2 separate regions of the Drosophila melanogaster genome follow, and region 2 is linked to region 1. A link is a contact called in public Hi-C data. All regions are on one chromosome and are shown on one strand. The core of a region is the stretch at or near the end of the contact, and the rest is flanking DNA. Distances in the headings are between cores, read along the strand shown. Region 1 holds the start of Kap3 (Kinesin associated protein 3). Region 2 holds the start of PhKgamma (Phosphorylase kinase gamma).

Region 1 (6,329 bases), core at 995-3,494:
AGTCGTATGATTTTTTGACAGTGCTGGGCGATTAAATACAATACATGCATTAGTTAACGACTGAAATAATGTACTATTAGGCTAATTGTTTTTGCTGTTATTTTGCTATTTATAAACATAGAGTAATTATTAGGATTGAGGAACTAGTTTAGGACCACTTCAGGGCAATTAACCACTTCGCATCTAAGCTGAAAACTTTTTTGGTCGCCAATATTTATGGCCAAGAGCAAAACATAAGAGACTTACTTATGTAGTACATATTTATGGTCGTGAACAATCGGCGAAAAATAAGCTTGTCGCTCGGCCAAAAAACGTGAATTGAGGTTAAAGACCCGGCCAACCAACCGCTTTTGGGTATCTTTTTTTTTTTGTTGCTGTGGTTTTACATTTTTCACTCACTACTTGGAGCGCAGGCCGTCATCGACCCCGTTGTTGTTGCGCTATCGATTGGGCCGCTCAATGTCAGCTTCTGCCCCCCGCCCCTTAACCCTTTTCGGGGCACACCGGAAGAAACAGAAGTAGCTTTTTTAAGTACTCATTCGGATGTTTTTGTAGAACAATGACTGCTAGTATTTAAACTAATAAGCAATATATGTATGTGTACACATCTAGATCAATTTTTCAACCTATTCGATTAAGGATCAACTTTGTTTCCTTTTTTTTTATGAACCTAACATAGTTAAGAACTAAGTTACAGATGTTCGCATATTGTTGTTATTATATTCTTTCCCTATCAACATCTTTGATACCAATAATGCTGGTCCTATTTTAATTTTCTAATATCTACTAGCATTTTCTCCCAGTGCAGCGATGTGTAACCGTGCGTTCTTACCTTCTTTTCCTCGATCATCGGATTGTTGGGCTCCCCGAAGACGGTGGCCTCCAGTTGGTAGTTGACAATCAGCGCCTTATCCGTGGGATGCGGTTCAATGGATCCGCCTTTCCACCTCCTTCGTTGTTTGTTTGTTTGTTGTTGTCGTTGCATTTGTTTTGGATTGAGAGCGAGACAAATTGTTGGATCAATCATAAATTATGCGGTTCAATGCGTAATGAGGTAATAGATTTTTCAATCCAATTCTTTTTTTGAGCCTGGCTTAACTTGTGCTTTTGTTTTAATAAAACGAACAAAAAAGTTAAGAACCCAACGAATAACGAATAACGATTAACGGTTGCAAATAACAAAAAACAAAAGGAGGAAGCGTGAACGCAAAGTGGAAAATCAATAGAGAGCGCCAGGTGATTGTGGCTCTCTTTCTGACGCATGACGAGTGCTTTAGCTATTTCTTTTGTTCTTCGGCCACTTGTACACCCACACATGAAAACAAACAAACACACACACGCACGCACGCACGATCTAATCCCATACATACGCACTTTTTTATAAACTTGGCGTCATCGTTTGTTTGCATTGCAGTTGTTGTTGCTGCTGCTGTCGGAGAGCGACTAGAATTTGTCAAATTGTTTATGGAAAGCACAGGCTCCTCTTCGGTGGGTGGCGGATGCGGGGGGTGGCGGTTTTGGTGGCGCGGAGTGGGGCTCCTTTGCAGCTGCTGCTCTCTTTGCGCTCTCTTCTGCTCGCACAGATCGCCGGCAATCGCATTTATTATGTAATAGACGTAGTGAATCACAATTGGCAGCAGCACCAGGCCCGAGATTATTTGGAAAATTAATAACAAAACAAATTGCATGCGATTGCAATGCGACTTCCGATTTAATGTCGATAAGTGCTAGTGCTGGCACAACTGTCTGCTCACTGGCGGTACTATCGATGGTGCCACGGCACCCGGCAATTACCGATAGCACTCAATCGATACAAACCAATAAGCGAATGTTCAAATTCAAGTTGGCGGTTGTATTCTAATTGGGAACTTGCCATTCATAATATGCAGTATACTAACAACTTTGTTTTTCCTCGAACTTCCTTGACCGGCTAGAAACAGGTGTGATTAGCCAAGAGAGCATCACTGTTCTGTTCTGGGTGCCAAGAACCAAAGTCTGGCAACGACTGCAGCCAGAACAGCTGGGCCGGCGTTGCCAGGTGCAAAGAACGTAGATGAGCAACAGAAAAGCAAACGAAATGGAATGAAGGAACAACAATAAAAGAATCGCTACTTTGTAGTATTATTAACCAAAAAAAAGCGCGGCGCGATCACAATGTTTCTGACTGCGAACGGTGTCGGTTGTCTCTACTGCGTGTGAGCCGAGTGGAGCGCAGCGCCGCGAATTGTTTACATTGTGCTAGGAAAATCACAACAAACAAACCAGCAAACAGTCTCGACTGACAATAACAATAACAATAGCAAATAACATGCAAATAAAATGCATTTCAAGCCGCGCAAATACTAAATACTGATTCAAATGAAACGCACTATACGATGACCATTTAAAAGAATCGCCAAGCAGGAGGAAGCGAAAAGAATTCGAAAAGCGCAAAGCGAGCCGAAGAAAGTGTACAAAATCAGGCCAAACCGATTTGTTTTTTTTTTTTTTTTTTTTGTTCTGTCGTATTTTCCCTTCTTTTTTCTACCGTTTTTTTTTGTGTTTTTGTTGTGGTGGGCGGTCGCTTCTCTTTTCGCGCAAGAACAACAAATGAGGTGGAGCAGCGCCTGACAATGGAATTTCTGGAGAACCTGTACAAAACGCTGCACTCCCTGTTGTGTGAGTAATATCGAATATTTGGCGCCCGATAAGGCGCACCGCTGACCTATGTACATACATACATACATAACAAATGCCCCTCCACCAACTGCATACCTTGTGATTCTAGCCTCCTACATCGATCTGGACTATTCGCTATGGCTATATCGCTTCCTCACCCCCCTGATTGTCACCTTTCTGCTGCCGCTGGTCTTCGTGGCCCTCATCTACATTTCGTTCCTGGTGCTATTCATCTACAAGCTGCACAGGTAAGCGAAATGGAAATGTTGGAAAGCTGCGTATAAGTTGGGTGGGAAATTGGAATTACAACAATTACAGTGTGCTTCGCGGGCTCAATTGCAACTGTTAATGAACTCTCTCATGCTGATCGCGCACTTTTGGAGCCAAGTTTCCCCCACTCACCCTTACCACGCACCCCTTCCCCCTTTGGCCGGCGTCTTCCGTCCCGCTCTGCACCTGTAATTAAAAGGGAACATAAAAAGAGATGGCGTTGTAAGGAAGGGGCGTAGAGTGGGAGAGAGTTGGGCAGCCAGTGTTGCCAACAAAAAAAGCTAGATAAAACAAAGCACGGGAATACAGTGGACACTCTATAAGGCAAACAGAAAACGTAATATAGTCCAATAAACTTAGTTTTCACTGTTTTTAAGGGAACTTATGATGCAGCTGTTTCCCAAAACGCTGAAATTAACATTTTGACAAACCGTGAATATGTGTTGAATCATCGAAATTATGGGCATTAAAAAAAGTGCTCAGCAATAATTGATCGTTTTCTGCAAATTAAGTAAATTAATACGATAAGCATAATCTACATGTGTTTCTAGCTCGAAAAAGTTTTTGAAACTAAAGCAATTACTTGAGTTCTTAGATTTCAGTTGTAAAAACTGCTGTTATCGATCTAAAAAAAAGGATTGATATGTGTACCAGATAGTAATATATTTGAATTATATTCATCTAGATAGTATATATAGTTGGAATATAGCCAAGTTGGGCTGCACTGACTACACTGACCCCTGAAGAACATTACACCCTCGACCATTGCACCGATACTGAAAATGAAAAGCCAAGTCGAACGGCAGGTGATCGACTCGGCCAACTTTTACTCGGCTTATAAATATACATATATGTATGTATATATACTCAAATATATACTTGAACTGGCCTGTGTTGGCGTGCTTCTATTTATTCTACATTTCCAACTCTCTAATGCCCAACCGGTTGGCCATGCTAATTAGCCGCGAAGCCCTAATGGCTAGAACTAAATTGGCCAGCGAATTCTGCAGCTCACGGGCTGGCTGCACACGGAGAAAAGTCGTTGCATTAGCTCGATTTCGATATCAGTTCCAAGTTCAAGAGGGCTAATAAATACATATGTACATATATTCGACTTCTGTTTGGTTAGGAATTTAGTACATGATTTCACGACGCTAATTCGTTGCTCAAACAAGATTATATTTTATGACGAACTTGGGCTTAAAAAATGCATTACAATCATATAATATATGTATATACACATTTCTATATGTTCTCAATGGATACATTTTATAAGAGAAATATTTTTATGATAATTTGCTTATTTAAAACATTCGTGCATGAAAAAGAAGTATAATATATATTATTATTATTATTTTAAGCTAAACTAGTGCAAAGATACAATTTGTAGTGCCCAATTTTACTATACTAGCTATGTTATACGCAGTGAAAAATGCCCTTCTTTTTGTGAGTACGATTCGATTAGAAACCAAAACACGCCAGGCATTGTATTGTTGAACCGACAGGCTTTACTGTACCGGTGGCTATCAGTGGACCACCCCCTCCCCTCTGCCGCTCTTTCCTCATGGGGATATGGGGCGTAATCACGGGAATTATGGAGCCACATTGAATCGAATGCAATTAGCTGTTGGAGCTCTTTTTGCCGCTGGTTCAATCGCTCCACTTGGACAAGTTCTGAGATAAAAACTTGACGATGCATAAACGATGTTCTCTCTTTTTTTTTAATGTGTCGTGCTTATCGCATGATAATTATCCCATCGTTTTAAGAGTTACGAAATTGCCCAACGGCGGCCTTGATATCCGTAGAAAGCAATGGCATTTAGAGATTAGCTACTTAAAACACCAAAGTAATGCAATATCTTTTATATATATTTATATATATATATATATATGTATATTATTAATTGCCTGAAATGACTGGGGATTCTTTGCGATTCCCCAGCGACATTGTTTTGGTCGCCAAGGGGCCAAAAGATTCGTGAATGAACTCTGTTATCAGCGGCCCACTAAACGCAGTTTTTTCTGCCAAGGTGAGCCGAATTCTGTTTATATAAATATGTGTTTATACATATGTACGTACATATATGCATGTATATTGATTTATAAGTTCTTTGATATGGAGAGACACGACCATCTTGTGCTGATAACACCTGCGGACAGGCAAACTAAATTTAAACATAATTATCAGTGCCCGCTTGTTCCGACAACGACTGCCAAATCAATTAGGCGAGCTGGCCGAAACCTGAATGACCTTCTCGAACTTTAGTTTTCGCCCTCGATCGGCTTTTAGAATATGGGAATAATATATTCCTGAAATATCAGGCATCTACTGTGTGCATTTGATACACGTATCACGCAGTTAACCAAGTGTTTATGCCAGGCCTTAAGTTCAGATACTTCAGATACCAAAAAACCAAAGATTTATATATTATATCATGCGTAATTGTTTAATATAGTTAACCACCTTGTATCTTCCAGGCAGGTAATAATGCGCGCCGTGCAGGGCGATCGCAATTTTTGGCGAGTGGGCCGCAAGATAGTGGCCGCCATTTGGGATGCACATGCTCGGATCTATCATGGCTACGAGGTGATCGGATTGGAGAATGTGCCACAGGAGGGACCGGCGCTGATTGTCTACTATCATGGCGCCATACCCATCGATATGTACTACTTGAATTCGCGAATGTTGCTGCAGCGCGAGCGTTTGATCTACACGATCGGCGATCGATTTCTGTTCAAGCTGCCCGGCTGGGGCACCATCTCTGAGGCATTCCACGTCAGTCCCGGCACGGTGCAGTCGTGCGTTAGCATTTTGCGGGATGGCAATCTGCTGGCCATTTCGCCGGGCGGCGTTTATGAGGCACAGTTCGGTGATCACTACTACGAGCTGTTGTGGCGCAATCGTGTCGGTTTCGCCAAGGTGGCCATCGAGGCAAAGGCGCCCATCATTCCCTGCTTTACGCAGAATCTGCGCGAGGGCTTCCGTCAGGTGGGCATCTTTCGGACGTTCTTCATGCGACTGTACAATAAGGTGCGCATACCGGTGTATCCCATCTACGGTGGCTTTCCCGTCAAGTTTCGGACGTATCTGGGCAAGCCTATACCCTACGATGAGAACCTAACCCCGCAGGATCTGCAAATCAAGGTGACTCTCGGTTCATATACATCTATTGCCTGGCTAATGCGCTGCTCTTTTAACTTTGTGCAGGTGGCTACGGCTATCGAGGATCTGATCAATCAACACCAGCGACTGCCCGGCAGCATCCTGCTGGCTCTGCTGGATCGACTGCCCACGTTTAGGCGACGCGTACGGCGGAAGGAGGAGTGATCCATGATCGTTTAGCGCATAGAGAGATTAACAGATTGAGCTTGGTCCTGGCCATACAAAACAGACTTTGTTC
Region 2 (6,329 bases), core at 1,807-4,306, 360 kb after region 1:
GCTCCATAGTCTTTAGCAACCATTATATGATAGTTTACCTAGTAAATCGTATGCCAATCATCAGATTGAACTGTACTATGCCCACCCAGCCCATGTGGAAGTTAAAGATTATTGTAGAAAACTATTTAGGTCACCTATAAATGTTGGCAACGCCTAAGAATTAAGCTAACTACTCAGCTAGAGATCGCAGAAACCGAAACAATTGCGATAATTGATAACTAAGTGTTCATGGCAAATTTTGGGGTGTAACTAAACGTTTAATAAACGAAAAGTAAAGCAACTAAAGCTGCAGACAAATCAAAGAACCTTTATGTAGCGGCTAATTTCGACATGTGTTCGGTGTAAACCAAACAAAAACGAATCACAGAACACTAGTTAGTGACTATTTTCATTTCAGTTACGTACTTAAGTATATATATTTGTGCACCCGTGTGAGTTGGCGTTAGTTATGTGTTATGTGCTTATGTATGTTTGCTTTGTTTGGCTCAGTTCGGTTTGGTATGCAGTTGTGGGGCATGTATTGAATTGCAATTTGCGATTTGAAATTGTAGCCATGTAGTTACGCTAACCTACCTTCTCGCCCCCGCTGTTTCACGCCACCCAAATGGTTTTTCATTTCAACAACAACCTTTTGTTAAAGTCACCGCTGTCGCTTTGTTTGTTTGCTATTTGTTTACTTCTATTTCTATTTTTTGTTCATACCAATTTCTTTTTGCAGATATTATTTAAATGTAACAGAATACATAAGCAAAGCGTTGAAATAATATCTATTGTATACCAAAACCAAAAATATCTATGATAACAAACAAGCAAAGGCAATTAAACCGATCCGTAAACTGAATAACCGATTAATAACTGCAGCCGCTCAACCCGAACCGCAATAAATAACTATCAAGTAAAGAATAGAACAACTTAACAATGAAAAATGCAATATTCAATATGCGAAATGACAAATGCCTAATGCCAAATGCCAATCCAAATAACCCAATAACCGATTCAAGTGCGAGAACAGAAATGCCACACCTCTAACCCAGTGCACTTGCTCTGTCTGCTCCGCTGGGCAATCAAACTAATCGCCAATTCATATTATTATTAAGGTAACTAACCCAGATTAGAACAGACACTCGAACACACGCACACACCAGCCACCAACACCACTTGGCACATCCTAGTCATATCATCAACTTCCATCGCTCATCTCCACTTCCATTTCTTTATCCACTGGTCATGTTTCGTTTTCATTTGCTTGAAAAGATCCAGGCGAGATCCTCCTTTATCCACAACACCGTCACCTCATCTCGATTATATATACATATAAATATATATATATATGTTCTGAAATATATATTTCCCAACTCGGAGCCACCTTATTTATCATTGTACTAACCCCAAATCCTTGGAAGGATTTAAACCCACTTGAAATAAAGATATACAGTCGATTAATCTCGTTCTACACATAATTGCAGGCTCCACGGCTCTGGGCTTCTACACGCCCATGAAGGGCACGGCGATGGACAACCTATTCCAGCTGGGTGTCACCCGATACGCCCTGCCCGAGAGCAGCAGCAGTGGGAGCAGCAATGGCAGCCACAGTCCAGGCAGCAACGGGAGCAGTCCAGCCGGAGCTGCGGGCAGCCGGTTGATGTTCAACGGGAATGGCAGCATTATGGGCATCGGCGAGGGACTGATCAAGGAGGGCGACTTGGCGGCAACGGAAGCAGGACCTGGAACTGCAGATGGAGCAGGTGCCTCCAAGAAGGGTTCAGCTGTGGACGAGGATGATTACCATCTGACGGCGACGCCGGGCGCCGAAGTTGTGTACAGCGAGGGTACACAGAAAACGGATTTGCTATATTAGGTCGTCCTGCCAGCCAAAAAACCGGAGCGTCTAGCTCTTTTTCTACCGGTTTCCACCAAACTCCAAACCTTCCGAGCATAACAACCTACCACATCCTGATCGTTCCCCTAATTGAAAAGCGTGCACTTAGGTGAAATATCAACTTCGGTTAGACGCGAAAACAGTAACGAAGGAAAGAAAAATAAAAACAACAAGGCAACGTAAACCAAGTATGGCAAGAAATCCATAAAGATACGTATATAAATAGATATTATTTGTAAGTTTGTAAGCCTAGAGATCCGATGTGTATGTGTACAACAGCAAGCGTGTGTGTCTGTCTTCTTTATAAATATATATATATGGTTTTTTTTTTTTGATAAATTAATAATTATATTATTGTAATGTATCTACATACGGCACTGAATGAACAACTTTGCTGCTGCAATTGTATTTGTATTTGTATTGTGTATTCCATTTACGGCATTTTGATAGTAAATATACAACAACAACAAATCAACGTATTTCCGACTGCATCCCGAAGGTTACTGAAACCTTAATCCACGAAGTACGCGACGAGCGGTTAGTCCCGCCCGAGTATTAACTTAATGGATTCTAACGATCCGATCTTGTGACCCATCATCATCCCTTTTCGCGACCCTTCCAAAACGAAAATGAAGAACATTCTAAGCTCCGCTTGCCCATTCAGCGGAAGAAAGCAAAGGAAAATGTAACATTTGCCTCATAATTATTATATACATTTAGCGCTTATTGAATATTTTTTACAATTGTATTCCGTAAATAAATATAAAATACATCAACATCTAGTCGCGTGTTTTAAGTTAAAGGAAGTTAAGGCCAAAGCAAAATGTTAGCAACAGTTTTTGTTAAAAGTTAACATATATAATAATGGTAATTTAAATATTCAAATCTATGAAGTGACTTATTTTATAAGTCCACTTATGTTTGTTATATTTAATTGGTATTTAGAAAAGGATTCATTTTAAATTAACACCGTTGAGGGTTCAATTTTGGTAGTGCGTCTTTGCTAACCATGCCGAGTGGGATCAAGTCCTTGCTAAGTTAGGATGTTGTCTTAGCTAACTGTGCCATCCCTGGTCGGGGTGTGTCTTAGCTAACAATTACGTGTCGATAGATATAATGCTATCGATATGACAGAGTGTCGGGAACAATCGATAGCATTACTTCGATATCGGTACTAGTGCCACCTCCAGTTTTGTGATTGTGTCAAAAATACAGGGTTTTATTGTTGCACTAGCAATTTAATCCGAGGAATATAAATTTTGTGTGGAGTTATGTTCGAGACGTCGTTGCCAGCGATTCAAGAGGCGAGCGGTCACACGTGTATGTGTTTCACTGGCGGTGCGGGCGCCAACTCCGCCAAAAAGCGTACTACTTTTAACCTTAGTTGACATTGAAATGTACCCGCTTAGTTGGATGTCCACGATGGTGCGTGTGTGTGCGTATATGTGTGCTATGCGGCGTCTGTGTGCGCGAGTGTGTGTGTGGGATTGCAAAGGAGGATGGGAGAAACGAGAGCAGAGCAAAAACAAAAACAAAAGGAACCTGCTGCACATAGTCGGTGCATGCGAGCGTGCTTATGTGTGTGTGCGTGCGTGCTAGCAAAACAACTGCAAGAAATCAGCAACAGTAGTAGAAGAAGAGAAGCTGTATCACTGATAAGGAGGCTAAACAACAACAAAAACAGCAACGATAATGTGCACCCTTTCGAAATGCAAACAAAACAAAGCGTTGTAGTTGTGTAATCATTCGTTGTGAACACACCACACACACACACACACACAACACTTGTTTAATAATACATTTTAATTCTATTATTTTTGATTTAATTTTTGCCTGTTATTCAAATCGATCTGTGTTTTTGCAGTTGGCATTCGTTATTAATTAAATCAGCCGCCAACAGCTGAGCGAGAGAGCAATCGAGAGCGACAGGAGAGGATCCACTTCCAATCGAATCGGGTGGAATCGAATAGCAGGGGCTTGGTAATTAAAAGGAAGACCGAACTGAACTGAACTAAACTGAAACGGAACGAAGCGAAGCGAAGCGCGGCGAGGCGGCAAGAAACGAAAAGAAAAGAACGAAAGTCGGCAGAGTCGGAAAGTCGGCAAGTCTGATTGTCGGCAAAGTCGCAAAGTCGGAGAGTCACAGTCTCAATCGCAGTCGGCGAGAGATTCCACTCGTGTCGCACGTCCGTTCGTTTCCACATTGTCGTTATAAAAATAGCAACGCCTTAAACGATCGCATCAACCTCATCAACAGAACACCACCAGAAATCACCGCCCCCTCCTACGCCTCAATCGCCATCGCCACCGCATCCCATCCCCATCATCTTCATTAGCAGGCAGCCTGACAGAGTAACTAACTGATCTTGATTGCGACCATAATCACCGTCATCATCATGTAATCCTTCACTAACCAATTGATTTCCGCTCGTCCACCAAATAGATTCCAAACTGCCGTTTCGGCAGCCGGCAAGATTTCACGAAATCTAATGGCCAAGGACGAGGAGGATGATCTGCTGCCCGACAAGGATGCGGCCAAGGGCTTCTATGCCAAATACGAGCCCAAGGAGATTCTGGGCAGGTAAGAATCGAACTACACTTGCCGTGATCTCAAACCTCTTATTAAATCCTTTTAAATTCAGTTGAAGTATTATTGATCCTGCACTTAACCATTCAAATACGTTTCTTTCTATTTACTTTGCGTAGTTAATTTTGCAAATTTAAGATCATAGAAACATTGATACTTGTATCCTCAGAAATCACTAGAACGTCCAAATATTGATTGTTTCTGCTTTCCCAACCTCTTACTGCCAAGTCTGCAGTAATGCAGTTTGGGCTAAATGGTGCCAAGTGAGTCAGCCTCATCAAGCTTCCATGGCATGGAGCAATGGCATGGGCTGCTTTTCAAGCGGCGCCTGTCTGCCGGCCTACTCACGCCACAACGAAGATCAGAATTTGCCAAGCAAATAGCAGAGACTAAGCGAAAACAAGGGCTAATTACATATTACAATTCTAGGGATTAGAGATTAGATAAATACCCGATCATGGCAATGTCAAGTGCAGCAGAAGCAGAGCTCTTTATCTACATGCAATGTTTGTCTTACAGGGGCATCAGTTCGACCGTGAGGCGATGTATCGAAAAGGAGACGGGCAAGGAGTTTGCCGCCAAGATCATCGACTTGGGCGCCACCACAGAGTCAGGCGAGACGAATCCATATCACATGCTGGAAGCAACCAGACAAGAAATCTCAATACTGCGCCAGGTCATGGGGCATCCCTACATAAGTTAGTCTCACATAGCACCCACATGTACTTAATTCCACCACTAACCATCTACATTATCGTGCACAGTTGATCTGCAGGATGTGTTCGAGTCAGATGCATTTGTTTTCCTCGTCTTCGAGCTGTGTCCCAAAGGTGAACTCTTCGACTATCTGACCTCTGTGGTGACGCTATCCGAGAAGAAGACGCGCACCATTATGCGACAAATCTTTGAGGGCGTCGAGTACATACACGCGAAGAGCATTGTCCATCGGGATCTTAAGCCCGAGAATATCTTGCTGGACGAGAACCACAACGTTAAGATCACGGATTTTGGCTTCGCCAAGCAGTTGCAAGAGGGCGAGAAACTTACAAGTAATTATAACACAGCATCCTTCTGTATTCGCTAAGCTAAACTATATGTACTTTCCCCCTATTAGATCTGTGCGGAACGCCGGGTTATTTGGCTCCCGAAACGCTCAAGTGCAACATGTTCGAGGGATCCCCCGGCTACTCGCAGGAAGTCGACATGTAAGAGCGAATAAACTAGCCACTTATTATTACACCTTTTTTTGGCTCACTTAAATTATAGAAGCAATTTAAGCACAAAAAGTATCACATTTATTGTAATACGAATTGTCTGCTCAAATTACTAAATTGCTTATGTTAACAGCTAATTTTATTATTAAAAATTTTTGCTTACATAAAAAAAGAAAGGTCTAAACTTTTGTATCGATATTAGACCCGTTTTCCTTTTTTTTTTGTTTTATAGACGCAAATTTTGCTGATACATTTCATTAACTAGTGTTCCTCGTGTCAGGCGATTTGTTTTGATCTTTAGGTGTGCATTTTAATGAATGAGTCAGAAGCAGAAAGGCATAATAATCTGAAATCTGAGTAGTTCCGATACCGACGTCTATATTTCTTCGGTTCAGCAAAACGTAGGGCTTTTTGTATTTTTGAGTTCTTTAACGTTTCCCACTGGTATCTACGTTACTTGGTTTCAGCAGAAATTTTTAATAGGAAAAATTGACACCTTTTACCCATTTCTTTTTCGATTTCTTTTTGTTGTTCGCAGATGGGCCTGTGGCGTGATTATGTTTACGCTGCTCGTCGGTTGTCCACCTTTCTGGCACCGCAAGCAGATGGTCATGCTGCGGAATATCATGGAGGGCAAGTACAGCTTCAC

The links. A called contact is a pair of places that touch in the nucleus more often than the background predicts.
Region 2: a contact with region 1 is called in a Hi-C map of the Kc167 cell line, with 1.7 times the contacts expected there. The contact joins the promoter of PhKgamma here to the promoter of Kap3 in region 1. A contact is called at or near these places in 14 of 107 Hi-C or Micro-C datasets (the Kc167 cell line, the S2 cell line, brain and 3 more).

Annotation. Positions count from the first base shown.
Region 1 is chrX:11,337,840-11,344,168 of dm6, forward strand. Kap3 (Kinesin associated protein 3) reads right to left here and starts at 2,245. Exons shown (of 10, transcript NM_001103480.2): 1 at 1,899-2,245; 2 at 1,375-1,571; 3 at 833-950; 4 at 1-23. The coding sequence starts at 1,409. It overlaps CG34348, which reads left to right and starts at 2,034. Exons shown (of 4, transcript NM_001103484.3): 1 at 2,034-2,658; 2 at 2,768-2,906; 3 at 5,407-6,073; 4 at 6,137-6,329. The coding sequence starts at 2,613. The coding sequence ends at 6,256.
Region 2 is chrX:11,692,081-11,698,409 of dm6, forward strand. PhKgamma (Phosphorylase kinase gamma) reads left to right here and starts at 3,057. Exons shown (of 11, transcript NM_167297.3): 1 at 3,057-3,199; 2 at 3,744-4,231; 3 at 4,323-4,460; 4 at 4,986-5,164; 5 at 5,231-5,515; 6 at 5,581-5,671; 7 at 6,219-6,329. The coding sequence starts at 4,369. bif (bifocal) reads left to right here. Exons shown (of 6, transcript NM_167295.3): 6 at 1,467-2,660. The coding sequence ends at 1,858.